Linked DNA regions of Mus musculus: all the other regions are linked to region 2. The links are chromatin contacts, called in public ChIA-PET and Hi-C maps. All regions are on one chromosome and are shown on one strand. The core of a region is the stretch at or near the end of the contact, and the rest is flanking DNA. Distances in the headings are between cores, read along the strand shown. Region 1 overlaps Dlg2 (discs large MAGUK scaffold protein 2). Region 2 holds the start of Ccdc90b (coiled-coil domain containing 90B). Region 3 has its middle 29 kb from the start of 4632427E13Rik.

Region 1 (4,414 bases), core at 167-2,666, 240 kb before region 2:
GGTGGTTGCATGACTTACCTACTTCCTTTTGCTGTATTCCCAGTCATGTCTCACAGGAGACATATTCTACTGCCTGTCTTGATGCAGATTGGTGTGTTGCTGTGCACTTTGTGACCCTGTTCTTCCATTTCTGGCTTGCATATGTCTGTCGGTCTGTCTTTTTAGTAAAGACTATATAAACACGACAAGGCCATCTCTAAAATCTCTTTTGGTCTACTAACTCTGAGTCATCTTAACTGGTATCTTAGGAGAGCTGTAAAGAATAGAGACGCAGGTCTTAGGGATCTACTGTTCTCAGGTTTGGAATGTCCCCATGGGGGTCAAGAAGACGACTCAGTGTATTTATACACATAAAGGTTGAGCAAAGTGCCACAGCCCTGTAACTCCAGTGCTAAGGGAGGGGCTTTTGAGGTCTTGCTGACCAACCAGAGTAGCTGAAATTGCAAGCAGGAATAATAAGAGACCCAGTCACAAGAATGAAGATTGAGAAGCAGTTAAATAGATCATGTCACTGTCAGCCTTTGACCACACACATCTGCACAGGCAAGTGCACCTTACACACATGTGCATATTCACACATAACCCACACATAACAAAGCCTAATCAATCAGATAAAGCTCAGATCTGGTTAGAGGACCTTCTGATTGTGGAACTGTCTATCTTCCACCTACCTTGTAAAGACACTGGGGTTGAAGTGTCAATGAAAGCAGCAGCTCTTGTGAAGGAATCAGCTTTGCTAGGGGTTGAATGATTTATAGCTTACAACATGTCTCACAGAGCATTACATACATAACCAGGGTCCATGTGGCAGTCCTCGGCAACAACACCTCATTTTATTGCTTATAAGAGGTAGTGTCAACGTACGAAAATCTAACAGAATGCCCTGTGGTGCCAGTATAGCTTGTTCACTAGGATTTTCTTTCTTTGGGAATAGAAATGGATTATATTTCTATTTTCCAAGCTTCTCTTCTTTTGTTTCTTGGCTTTGTTTAACTCCAGTGCTGGTAACCGTTTAAAATATCTAGTATTTTTCAACACAGGGGTGGCACAGAGAATAAAAGTGGGAGTAGGGAGAATGGAGTGTGTATGCAAAGAGCTTTGTGTGCTCTTTCTTAGACACTCCCAGTATTGCCAGTATTGGAGAATGTGTTCCTACTTAGGGGCTTAATCCCAACTGTTAAATGATTTCCTGAAGGTAGTTTCTTGTACGATTTCATCTGAGCGGCGTAGAAATCAAGCCAGCTTAATGGAAAAGCTCAACGTTCTGTCACCTCCAGCTCCCAAGGCTCCTCCATCTGCTCTGCCTGCACTGGGAGCCAGGAAAGAGCAGCAGAGCCAGATTTCTCATTAGCAATAAACCTGTTGGGCCAAGGACAGGGAAGTATCTGGGGCCCTGCTGGGGCATGTCAGGCACAAAGCACTTATCTTCGCTCTGAGACTTGGGTGTTGGGGTAATAGGACGTGCCTGGGACTGAGGACTGTCTGGATCAGGATGCTTCCTATGTTCTTATAATTTAGGCTCTGTATACCCTGGAACACACTGGACCAAGGGAAGAACTCGTCTTGCCAGCTTCTCATTGGTCACTTTCTTCTCTGATTTAGTTCCTATGATTTGATATAAATATTAGCATGAAACATAGAGAGAACTTGCCAAGGTTTCATATTCTACTTCATTATTTTCTTGTTTTATTTATCTGTTGATTTTAAGAGAAGATCTCACTCTATAGCTAGAGCTGTAGCTCTAGCCTGGAGCTCACAATGGAGACAAGGCTGGCCTCTATTGCACAGTTAACACCTACCTCTGCATCCCGAGTAGAGGGATTAAAGGCGTGCATACCATGCCTAGTCTTAGTAGTGTACTTTAAAGGGAGCTCTTTGGATGTGCTGGCTGCTCCTCTTGCTGTTGCTCTGTTGGCAGAAACTCCCTGAACACCAGGGGCTTCAGAATGAAAGCTTGTAGAGAATTCTTATCTGCAGTTGTTGAGGAGTCAGCTGTGTTGAAGAAGAAAAAAAGAACTAATTAGTGACCCTTGGTTGTATAACAGAATTCCAACCTGGTGTGTTACATTTGAAATTATAAACATAGAGCTATAAATAAGAAAGAAACGCTCCTTCTATTAGCCTGCTGTTGTAACAGAAAGCATTGCCAACTCTCCCTCAGGCTGAGTTAGAGCCAGATGTAATTTCTGAAGGCAGCCCTGATGTATTTAGCTGACGTGTGATTACGTAATGAAATATACAGATCAGTGGATTTTAGTAAAAATGTACTTCTACAAAATCACACCATGCAGAACTTTCCAATTCCCAGGGCCAATCCATAGCCTTACCCCGACTCTGAAGGATAACCACTATTCTAAACTTCACTCTACAGACTGGCCTAATCATGTGAATTAGCCTATACAGTTTTTGTTCATGTATCTCTATCTGGTTTATTTGATGAAATATAATGTTTTAAGAGCCTTTCATATTTTCTTACATTTTGTTAGTCTACTCTAGTTTACAACTTGATCTATCAGTCTTTTTCATAAGTACAACATATGCAACAGCACAAGTGGTCACAGGACAAACATAGGGAGTTTGTTCTCACCTTCTACCATGTATTGTTCTGTTGAAAAGCACTTGTATGATTTCCAACTGGGACCTACTGTAATTAAAGCTGCTATAAACATTGTCATACATATTTGAGGAAATATGAACTTGTTTCTGATATATACTGTGAGGTTATATGTAAATATTTAAAGCAACTAGACAATTTTAGATATGTGCTTTAAATAGGCAGTTAGATACTTTTCTAAGGGCATTGCCCAAATTGTTATGGTGACCCAGAGGTGAGAAGAATGAATATTGGACACCAACTGTCTGTACCATAGAGCCCTAGACAATATTGCATGAATGCATTTACTGACATGGCTTCATGTGTGAATTCTGAGACTATGAGACGTGTGTGTGTGTGTGTATGTGTGTGTGTGTGTGTGTGTGTGTGTGTGTGGACATCAATAGCTCTGCTTCTGGAACTCACAGAGGCCAGACAGCTGTGGTGGGCCGATTGATGTTCCTGACCAACAGTGTATCAAGGAAAAGGAGAGGTGCTCGCAGTCCTGGAAAGGCCTTCAGTACCTCTGGGCCTTCTTGCCCTTTTGTGAGGTTATAGGTTTAAGTTCTGGATACACCCTACTTTAGTAAAGCAGGAAGTGTCTACAGGCTTCTAGACATAGAAGTGAACTAGCTCCTTTGTTTTCTGCTCACTAGAGCAGATCTTTACATTTCTCTACTGAGAACTGGTTTGATTGATTGATTGATTGATTGATTGATTGATTGATTGATTGATTTAGAGCTTAAAACTCTGTCAGTCTCCGGTTTGCATAAGTCTTTAAGTACATGAAGAGAAGTAGTTGGGGTTTCCAAGTAGGGCAGCCCTTTCTTTAAGTGGAATGAAGCGCCCTGCCACTGGCACTCTTGTGGAATGAGTCTGCAAGGCTGCGGTCGCTGCAGTGATATCACTCCTCAGAGCCTGCTTCTTCAGCTAAGCGCTCACAGGCTGGTAAAGCACAGCACAGTGATAGCAAGTGCTGTGCCCTGTGTGTGTCTACCAGGGATTGACGCTGCCTGTGCTGACCGCCATGAAATGTCACATTGCTGAACATTAACAAACCCCTAACTCACAGCACAGTATTTAGCATCTACCCTGCCGGCCGGTCGGTAATGTGGTCTGTTCTCTAGCCTGATCTCTGACTTCCTTATAACAAGAGACTCAAGAGCAGCCCAGAGAAACTTCCCACCGCTTAGAGCAGCTCAACAGTTAGCAGGCAGTGGGATCTGAAACTGGTTCCTAACCACTGAGTCTCAGTTACTTCTATGGAAAAGGCCTGTGCTGACCACTGTTGTCCTGTGGGCTCATCGGGCTCCTGTGGGGATAAACACTCACTGCTGTCTTCCGGGGCGTGCGTTTCCAGCTGCCAATCCATGCTGCTTTAGAGACTGCTCAGAAACTTTCTGGTTCTAGTTTGGTTTTTGGTTGGTTGGTTGGTTGGTTGGTTGGTTGGTTGGTTGGTTGGTTAGTTGGTTGATTGGTTGGTTTTTGGTGTTCGCTCACTTGCTTCCTATGTTTTTGGTTTTGGTTTTGTTTATTTTTTTTTCTCCTACATCCTTTAACAGGACTCCTGAATGGATCTTTGAAAGTTCATCTCCTTTTTAAAAATACAAAGTGCTAACAAATTTTATTCAAAGATTAGACTGGTTTTGATGAGCAGATTTTGAGGGAGGGAGCATTCCCTCTAAAGACACAAAGTAAGGTGCTCCAGGAAGCCAGGCAGAAGCAGCTGGTTTAGAAGCACAAAGGTGCTGAAGAAAGCAGATACAGGCAATGAAACCAGATAGGCCATGTCAAAGCTACCTTCCTGTCAGCAGGGGCTCC
Region 2 (4,857 bases), core at 817-3,316:
TTTCTCCAAGCTTCAAAAGCATTGTATGCAAAGGCCACAAATAAGAACGGGATTAATAACTTGTGCCTGCTCACTCTAACCCTCTCTTTGGGTCCTATTATCTCTGCTTACTAGAAATCCTTGAAAACATGTTTGAATCCTACTTCTCCCATCTTTTCTAAATTCTTTTATTAGTGTACATTCACTGTACACATGATGGGTTTAGTAATGGCATTCCTTTTCAAAAGTATAATGACTTTATGCTTGTTTAGTCCCCATTACCTGCTCCTGCTACTCTCCCCTTTCTCTTTCCTAATAGTCCCTCCCCTTCTATTTTATGCCTTACATATACACACCGCTAGATTGCACATATGAGGAAACACACGGGATGTTTGTATTTGTGTATCTGCCTTACTTTGCTTAATATGATACTCTCCCGTTCCCCCACTCCCACCCCAATGTCATGAATTTGATTTCCTTTTTTAAAAAATTATGTATATGAGTACACTGTAGCTGTGTTCAGACACACCAGAAAAGAGCATCGGATCCCATTACAAACGGTTGTGAGCCACCATGTGGTTTCTGGGAACTGAACTCAGGACCTCTGGAAGAGTAGTCAATGCTCTTAATGGCTGAGCCACCTCTCCTGCCCTTGATTTTCTTTATAACTAAATAAAACTCCATTGTACACATAATAATTCTTATTCATTTGTTGATGGGCACCTAGGCTTTCTCTATAGCTTGGCTATTGCAAATATGGCCAACATCCCACTCTCAGCTGGACTAGAAGATTAATTGTTTAAAAACTTACATGATACTAAGATATTACTGTTTCCTTATTCTCTACCTTCTCCTGTTTTTCTATTACAAGTTCTTGTGAAAAAATATAAAAGCAAAATTCTGGGCCTTTAGGCCCAGGCTTGGGAATGTGACTCAATGCTCCAAGGTATGCTAGTCATAAAACAGACATTCCTCTACCCACCGCTTCCTGGGTTCAAAGAGTGTTCATTCAAAGAAAGTTACCCTGACCCCCCCCCCCTGACCATTGCTGGAACCCGCTATGCAAATGTGCCATTGTTAGGGGCTCTTAGAAACTGTCTTGAGAGATAACCCGAACAATTACCAGGTATTCCTTGTGACTCTTGTGACTTTGCACTTCCTTTTGACTCTTAACTGGTATCTTTGGTATTTTCCAACAATGCCTTCCCCACTTCCTTGAGTTGTGGTTTCTTCCTTTAAATACCCCCTTACCCAGCTACTTGGGGCGCCAGGGACCTCTACCCCTGCGTGGTGTATTACTGTGGTCCCGAGAGCACTCTTGAATTAAAAGTCCTCTTGCAGTTTGCAGCAAGACCGTTTCTCATGCGTGATTTGGGGTGTCGCCTCTCCTGAGTCAGAACGTGGGGGAGTCCTCATGTTGTGGGTCTTTCACTTGGAGAGCAGAAATCCTTATAATCCCCACATAGCCTGGGAAAAAAATCCTGTACAGTAAGAACTTAAATTGTTGTTGGAATTCTTTCTTTGTTCTTCGAATTATTAATCTTTAAACCTAGCTGGCATTCAGATATTTCTGAAAATGAAATTGGAAAATATTTTAAAGTCTAGAGTGCTTCGCTTGAATACCAGGGACCCACCTGGCAGCCCAGGAGAACTGTCTCTCCTGTCTCTGTCCCTAGTACCCACGACAGAATCATTTTAATTTCCTTCTATGTGTAATCTACTAAAGTGCTTGCTGGTGGGAACCAAGTTTTGTTTTTAATGAGCTTCAGTGCTTGAAATGGTGGCTGGTGGGTAGCTGATTCCCACAAAGTTGCAATCTGGGTAAGCGACAGACTAGTTAGTACATTGCTTTCAAGGTTTTACCAGGTGGGGCAATGACTTTGGTAACTGAAGTTGGAGAATGTTAAATCATGAACAATGCCGACCCAGGAAATGGAGAATTTTCGTTTCCCTGAAGAAAAGGCCTAAAACAGTTGGTCCTCCAGTGCACCAGAGGGCCAAGCAGAGAGACGCGAAACTGCAAGTGTGTGATACGCTTTGGACTTCCACGGGCACTGGTCGATGCTACAACGCGGTCTCATCCCCACAATCCTCAGCAGCAAGGACTGCGGGTCCCATGATGCTATGCTGCTACGCTGGATTCGGTCTGGGAAGCTTGCTGCGGGACTAACTCGCCGCCCGCAAATGGGCGCCAGAAGGTTCTCCAAGACCCCGCTTTCTTAGGGCGGTAAAGGCGGGAAGAGATGGGAAAAGGGCGATGTGCTAGGGGGATAAGCTCTGAGTCGTGTTAAGTGTGGCTCTGTGAAGAGGCCTAGCTTTGTAGAAGAAAAACCTCTCAAGTAGGTGCTTTGGTGACAGACCGGAAACTACATTTCCCAGCATCCTGATGGTGAGAGGACTTCATTGTCCGAAAGCCTCAGCGAAAATCAACGCGTATTCCGCTTCCCCTTGCTGACCTGCGGGGCTCCGAGACTATGAGGAGCCGCTGGATTTGGCGGTTCCTGCGCCCTGACGGCGGCGGAATCCGCTGGACTTCAACTCCTCATGGGCGTCTGTCACCCGCCCTGCGGAGAGGTGAGACGAAGACTCGCTCAGGGAGAAGGTTCGGGCGGGTGTGCCCGCTCAGGCGTCCGCGAGAGTGACACACCCCCTGCAGGGCCCCGCCCACCCGCGCAGAGCCACCCGCGAGCTCCGGGGATGGTGGGTCTTGGGCGTTCCAGACAGGGTCTGGCTGGAGGGCTTCCTTCCTCCTAGACCCAGCCCCTGCGGACCTGCGCCTCCTCTCGGCTTGAGTTGGTGGGGGCGCGGGGCGGGGTTCCGTCTCCATTTATGAACTCTTAGGTAGTTTGCGGGTGTTCTGATTTACAAATCACATAGTAGGGTTTTGTTTTGTTTTTTAAGTGTCCTGGAACCTATGCGTTTCCAAACACTTTGTTAGTCTGTATATCCTGGAGAATATCTTACTTTACTCTGAGAACTATTTCCAAGGCTTTTTTTTATACTTGTGCTTTTCAGTTTTTCCGCCGTAAAAGGCATCCCAACCTCCACATTTCGTTCTTCCTGGATCTGTGTATGATGATAAACTGAGTTATTCAGTACCCAAAAACACTTCTCCGCCCTCCACACTTGTGTGGTTTTGTTGTTTGCCACTGTTTTGTTTTCACCCTGTTATTTAATTGTATTTGTTCCGCTGACTTTCAATCAAGGCTGCCCTTGCAAGGCTACTGTTTAGCTGCTAGAATTAGTCACATCTTTGAATCCATATTTAGGTAGTTATTATAAATACACATTCTGGTGGACTTTTCAGAAAAGGGTGGCGAGGTGGGTCCACTGGTAGAAACTTGTGCTGCACACAAGCATAACAACACAAAGTTGAACCCCCAGCCACTTCCAGGTTCAATAAAAGCTGCCCTATCAAAGACTTAGGAAGGGCATGACAGAGCAGGATACAAAGACCTCCTCTGTTCTCTCCTTAGGTATGTGTGCCCTCACACACAAAGGGGTAGCATTGTTTTGAATCTGATGAAATAATTCAAATCTCAACTTATCTGTGTACTTTTACCAAAAATATAACACCCCAGAAAAATGTTAATATTTTGGTACAATTTTCAAGTTATTCCACTTGAAGTCTGGTTACTCTTGAGGAAATCTTGTCTCCCCTTAAAATTAGTGCATGGTTTGTGTCCCTGTTCAGTGTAACAAGTATTTACTGCTTACTATAGACAAATGTCAATAGTCTAGCAAATTTGAAAGTTGGTCCTTATCCCATGGAAATACCACAGTATAGTTATTTTCAAGTAGATGGTGAGATGCAGAGGAAGCCGTGATTTGTCTACGTTTTTGTCGATGGTGCTGCAGTCTTCATTTGTTACTATCCACACTTAGCAGTACATCAGAAACACTACAGATGATTGATTCTTCTAAGTACAGATTGCCAAGCCTTATGACCAGAAGTACTGAATCAGTCCTCAGGTGGAGAGGAAGCATTTTTGTTAGTTCATTTAATTTGCCAAGATTCTCTGAAGCAACATATACATTATGCCACTAGACTATAATGTAAGAATATGTTCTTTGGAGTTGTTAGTTTGAAATGAGTTTCACTGTGTAATCTTAGCTGTCCTTGAGCTGAAGAGCGGGCTGGCCTTGAACTCACAGAGATCCACCTGTCTCCACCTCCCGAGTGTTGGGATTAAAGGCATGTACCACCACCTACTCCCTGAGAATATATGCTTTAATTCTTTGAATTTTTATAGAAAAATAACAAGCTGGTACCAGGCGAGATAAGTCTGCAGGCAGAGGTATTATTGCCAAGCCTGATGAGCTGGGTTTGGTCCTGGGACTCATGTGATGGAAGAAGAGAGCCAAGTCCTGAAAGCTGACCTCTGACCTCCACACATACTTCTACATGCACACACCCACATACATACATCCACATACAAATATACAAATAAGAAAACTTACCAGTTATGTCTTTGAAGTGGTTCAGTTCTAAAAACGGCCAATAAATTAATAATTAGATTTAGTGAACTCTATTTTATATGCCTTTTTAAAAAGTAAATTTTGGCCTTTTCCAAAAGAGTCATTTTCTACAAGATAGTCCAGAGATCTATAGTAGAAATTTTGTAAATTGTTAAGTCTTTTAATTTTGAATTTGCTATCTCACTGTAAACATACAAGATTAGTTTGAAAAAATTAAAATGATGTATGTAGGGTTTTGTATAGATGTCAAATGTACTCTTGTTTTGTTTTTCAAAAAAGGGTTTCTCTGTATAACCCTGGCTGTCCTGGAACTTGGCTCTGTCACCTAAGCTGGCCTCAAACACTCAGAGATCTGACTGCCTCTCTGCTGGGATGAAAGGCATGTACCACCACTGCCTG
Region 3 (4,448 bases), core at 688-3,187, 150 kb after region 2:
CTCCTTCCTCCTGTCATTAGCCTGCAGCTCATTTGTGGAAACATATAGAATTGTATTAAAACTTTAAACACTGTAAAAAATAGACATATTCAAATGCTACTCCAAAATGCCTCTCTGAGAATACAGCATCTTCATTAAATATATTGCCTGTTAAATAGGATGGGGACTGTGAGCACATATGTACATGACTCTCAAAGAGTACTGTTGAAAGAAAACATCCTGATTATTTGGGACTGATGTTACAGTCGCATGTGTGTCTCTGTCTCATTGTCCGTTTGGAAGAAATCATGCTTGTTTCTATTTTACTGTTAATAATCATCAAATTGACAGTTTCTTTCCATATGTGTTGTTATTTTTTATCCTTTGTATTTTCTGTGAATAAATAAATACCTTCATTGTAACCATTTAGTGTCTGCTGAACCCAGCAAGGTAATTGGTTGCATGGCTGCTTAGTATTTTGTTCCCAAAGCTAATTAGACACTTGATTTATACAGTCCCTAAAGAAGACAGTTTAAAAAAACAAACCACTAGGGCCAAATGCAAATATTAGCAAGAATAGTCAACTATAAATAAACAAGCACCTTTCCCCTAGGAATTGGTTTATAAAGAACAGTACAGAAATGACATGATAACTTTTGAAAAAATAAACTTGGTATGGAGCTAACAACCATAAGTTGAATACTTGGATCAGGAATTCAAGGCTGGCTTTTGCTACACAGTAAGTTTGAGGCCAGCCTGGGCTACAAGGTCAACACACACACACACACACACACACACACACACACACACACACAACTTACTTCAAGTTTGTCAGATCTGGACCATAACAATAAAGGAACTTGAGTCCAGAGTAGTGAAGCTGTCATTCCATAGGAGGGCCAGGAGGAGCATGGTCTGGAGGGTACCTTGGATTATCAAGAGCCCTTGAGTTTAAAAAGAGAGGAGGAAGGTAGAAAGAAAGGAAGATAGAGACAGAGAAGTTTATACCGGGTTAACGAAGAGAAAGAAATAGAGAGCAAAGCAGAAGAGGGCTTCCCTGAAGCCTGCTAATCTGTGCAAATATCCAAGGAGAGAGCAGTCTTGTTCTCAAAGACTAGAGGACGGAGTCTCCGAGAAGGGACTCTGTATGAGGCAAGCGTTTCTCTAGGCTTCCAGAGAAGGGACTGCGTCTGGATCAGTTCTCCTAAGCAAGGTCTCGCCCAGGGACCTACAAAGAGCAACATTTGTGCAGTGAACAGAATAAATCAAGTAGGCTGCGCAGGAGGAGTGAGCTGCCTGCTACTCTAAGTGGGAATAAACCTCAGACTGTACAAGTTTGGAGGAGACACTTGATCATATACAGGGTGTATGTTTGATATGTTTGCAGATGTTTAGCATAATATTTGACCATATTTATCCCAGGATACAGCCCCAGTCTACACACTTCCCTCCATGTCTGTCATTCTCCTAGCCCAAGACGCTGTCATCAAGTGAACTGGATTAGGACTGGTCTTCTAAAGGTATCTTGATTCTACTTTGTAGTCAATACAATGGCTTAATAGTGTGATTAGCTCAGCTATCCCTCCTGCTTTAAACTCTTAGTGGAATAAATAAGAGAAACTAAAAGACAGAAATGAAAACATAGGAAGCTAGCTCAGTGGGCAGAGTGAAGAAGGAAGGGAGCAGAAGAGAAAGAATAGCGTCAAAAGTTTCAAACACAAACTTTTTCTTGGAAAGAAATTGAAGAAAAATCAAATAAAGGAAAGGTCTATACTATATCGCTGGGCATAAGATGAAATCACCTTACAGTTGTCAGTTCACCCAAACTATAGGTACAGTGCAATTCAATTCCAAATCAGAAAGTTTCACTTTGTTTGATACTGTAATACACTGGTTTTAAATTTTACAGAGATAGAGAGACGATTAAAGTAGCGAAACCAGTTAGAAAGCAGGAAGTGGGCTGGTCTACCAAATACTGTGGTTTAGGATAAAGCACAGTCATTAAATCAGTTTGGTCACAGTGCAGGGACAGAAGGTTGAGCAGTAGACTAGAAAATACTGTGTCCAGAGATGAAATGCTGTGTTGAACCTCTGATTTCTTCAAACATGGTGCTTTAGGACTGTCAGTCTTGAGTTACTGGTTCAGGAACATTAATTTTTCACATTCTGAAGAAAAAAAGACAATATAAACTTCAATTGTAAGTACATTCTACTCATAAATTGGAAGGTAGAAAGATCTAAGACGTAAGATATTCCAAATGGGAATACCCACAGTGAAACAGGGGAAAAGATCCAAGTCCAATCCAGAAAAGCAAGGCACAAAAGATTCAGGAATCTGACCCCACACAAAAGAAAAACATCTACTCATCTACAGAAGCAATAAACATAGAAAAAAAGGCATCCCAGAGAATTAGATATACATGCAACACACACCATCTGCTACCTCCTACCTCAGATAGAGGGAAAACAGCCACAAATTAATGAGAAAGCAGAAACATTCAGTTTTACAATTGTTCAAAAGTCTTGGTGGGCACCTTACAAAAGAGGATAATTAAATGGCCAAAAAAAAAAGCAGAAACATTCAGTTTTACAATTGTTCAAAAGTCTTGGTGGGCACCTTACAAAAGAGGATAATTAAATGGCCAAAAAAGCGGCAGTCCTCTGGGAAATATTAAAACATAAACGTCTCTGCATGCCCATTCAAATGGCCTCGCAGAAAGATGAAACGAAGGAAAGGGGCCAGGCATAGAGACACACACAATGAAAATCTGAGCAGTCATTTGGGAGGTTTTGGACTTCTAAAAATACTTTGAACTGACCAGGCATGGTGACACATGCCTTTGTTCCCAGCACTCAGGAAGTAGAGACAGGCAGATCTCTGTGAGTTCAAGGCTAGCCTGGTCTACATAGTAAGCTGTAGGCCACCCTAGTTATACAGCAAGAACCTGTGTAGGGGTAGCCAGGACTGAGCCATCTCTCCAACCCCTAGCTTCTTATTTTAACTGTACAGAGCTTATTGGTTTGTGTAGACTTTGGGTCTGGTTGATTTGTGTGTCTGTGATGTTTGTATTTATTTTCAAGGTTCTTTTCATAATAAAGTTTATAAAAGTACAATTATAACAGCATTCAGCATTTTTCACAAGTGAGAAAACCTAAACATTAACATACAATAAAATGAATAACTAAATTAATATCTTTATAACAGAACTCTATACAATGAAGAAATAAACTTCATGTGCTAACAACATCAAACTCAAAATAATGTATCTATTATTTCACTGTTACAGTGTACAAATAAGCTAAAACTAAACTATAGTGGTTCATTTCTAGGTGTACACACAATGTCTCGCTATGTAGCCCTGGCTGGCCTGGAATTCTCTATGTAGTCCAGGCTGACCTTAAATTTGCAGTGATCTGCCTGTCTTTATTTTTCAAGTGCTTGGTCTCTTTCATACTGTAAAACATAAAGTCATTATGAAATTCAGTATGGTAGTTACCAGTTTTAAAAGATTTATTTTAAAGGTTATGTGCTTATGTGTGTATCTGTGTGGACATATGCACATGTGAGTGGAAGGGCTCTCAGAGGCTAGAAGAGAAGCCGATCCCCTGGAACTGGGGTTACTGGCAGATGTGAGCTGCCTGATGTGGGTGCTGGGAAGCATGCTCAGGTCCTCTGCAAGAGCAGTGCACAGTCTTAACCTCTCAACCATCTCTCCAGCCTACAATTTTTCTTTGTCATGTGGTGCTGGGGCATAAACTAACTGGGAGCCACACTCCCATAGGAGTGTCATAGGCAAAGGAGTCAAGGTACTTGGGGACAGCATGGAGTTATAGTTCTTGAACTTAGTAGTAGTTGTGACCATTTTTATTTTGTGATCATTCACTGAATTATATATTGTCGCGTCCGCTCTCGACCAGCAAGAACGACACGACCACCAGTCCTTCTAACAGCAGTTTATTCAGCAAACTTCCGTCTTCATCTCTCTCACTTCAAGTTTTTCTCTCTCAACTTGTTCTCTCTCTCTAACCCGGGCCTCTCACTCTTATATACTCTTAGCCCTCATCCTCTCACAGCAGGCCACGTCACCTCACCAGGCATGCAGCTTCAGCTAATCAGGGCAGCAGGGGCATGTCTCCACCAAAATGGATTCACCAGTATCCTGGTGCACCTGCACAGCTCTCACGATGGTTGTGGCTTATTTTCAGGTGTATGAGGAAGTCAGGTGCAAGTCATAAGACTTAGCTGCAGTCCCTGGCGCTTTCTTGGGATTGCTGCCACACCCAGTCCTCACAATATATTTCCGGGTTTTTACCTTTTCTATGTATATATTCCATGTCCAATCTGATGGCAGGTTAAAGTAGGGTATTAAAAGGCACAGTTATGACTGAAGCAGGATAATTATAAGTTGGAGCCAATTCAAAGTTACATAGTTAATGGCTAGCCTGGGCTATAGGGAGTATCTACCAAA

The links. A called contact is a pair of places that touch in the nucleus more often than the background predicts. ChIA-PET counts read pairs in DNA pulled down with a chosen protein or histone mark.
Region 1: a Hi-C map of cortical neurons shows a contact between it and region 2, with 2.5 times the contacts expected there. The contact joins the enhancer-like site here to the promoter of Ccdc90b in region 2. A contact is called at or near these places in 4 of 39 promoter capture datasets (the 3T3-L1 cell line, the C10 cell line and hippocampal neurons), 4 of 484 Hi-C or Micro-C datasets (cerebellum, cortical neurons, granulocyte-monocyte progenitors and 1 more), 2 of 115 datasets of contacts at active chromatin or transcription factors (astrocytes and embryonic limb bud) and 1 of 9 other capture datasets (macrophages).
Region 3: an RNA polymerase II ChIA-PET map of memory CD8 T cells shows a contact between it and region 2, with 10 read pairs. The contact joins the enhancer-like site here to the promoter of Ccdc90b in region 2. A contact is called at or near these places in 6 of 39 promoter capture datasets (the 3T3-L1 cell line, 3T3-L1-derived adipocytes, the C10 cell line and 1 more), 3 of 484 Hi-C or Micro-C datasets (the 3T3-L1 cell line and the AML12 cell line), 1 of 115 datasets of contacts at active chromatin or transcription factors (memory CD8 T cells) and 2 of 9 other capture datasets (adipose tissue and liver).

Annotation. Positions count from the first base shown.
Region 1 is chr7:92,315,250-92,319,663 of GRCm38.p6, forward strand. All of the region lies in intron 14 of Dlg2 (discs large MAGUK scaffold protein 2), which reads left to right. Among named protein-coding and RNA genes, the nearest start is that of 4930567K12Rik, 200 kb to the left of the region's middle. Within about 2 kb of position 1,417, at least 18 of the 459 cell types and tissues checked have an H3K27ac peak or open chromatin away from gene starts, as enhancers often do. A contact at or near this core is called in cerebellum and cortical neurons, where this site is marked.
Region 2 is chr7:92,559,083-92,563,939 of GRCm38.p6, forward strand. It overlaps Ccdc90b (coiled-coil domain containing 90B), which reads left to right and starts at 2,067. Exons shown (of 9, transcript NM_025515.3): 1 at 2,067-2,553. The coding sequence starts at 2,454.
Region 3 is chr7:92,709,849-92,714,296 of GRCm38.p6, forward strand. No RefSeq gene overlaps it. Among named protein-coding and RNA genes, the nearest start is that of 4632427E13Rik, 29 kb to the right of the region's middle. Within about 2 kb of position 1,938, at least 11 of the 459 cell types and tissues checked have an H3K27ac peak or open chromatin away from gene starts, as enhancers often do. A contact at or near this core is called in memory CD8 T cells, where this site is marked.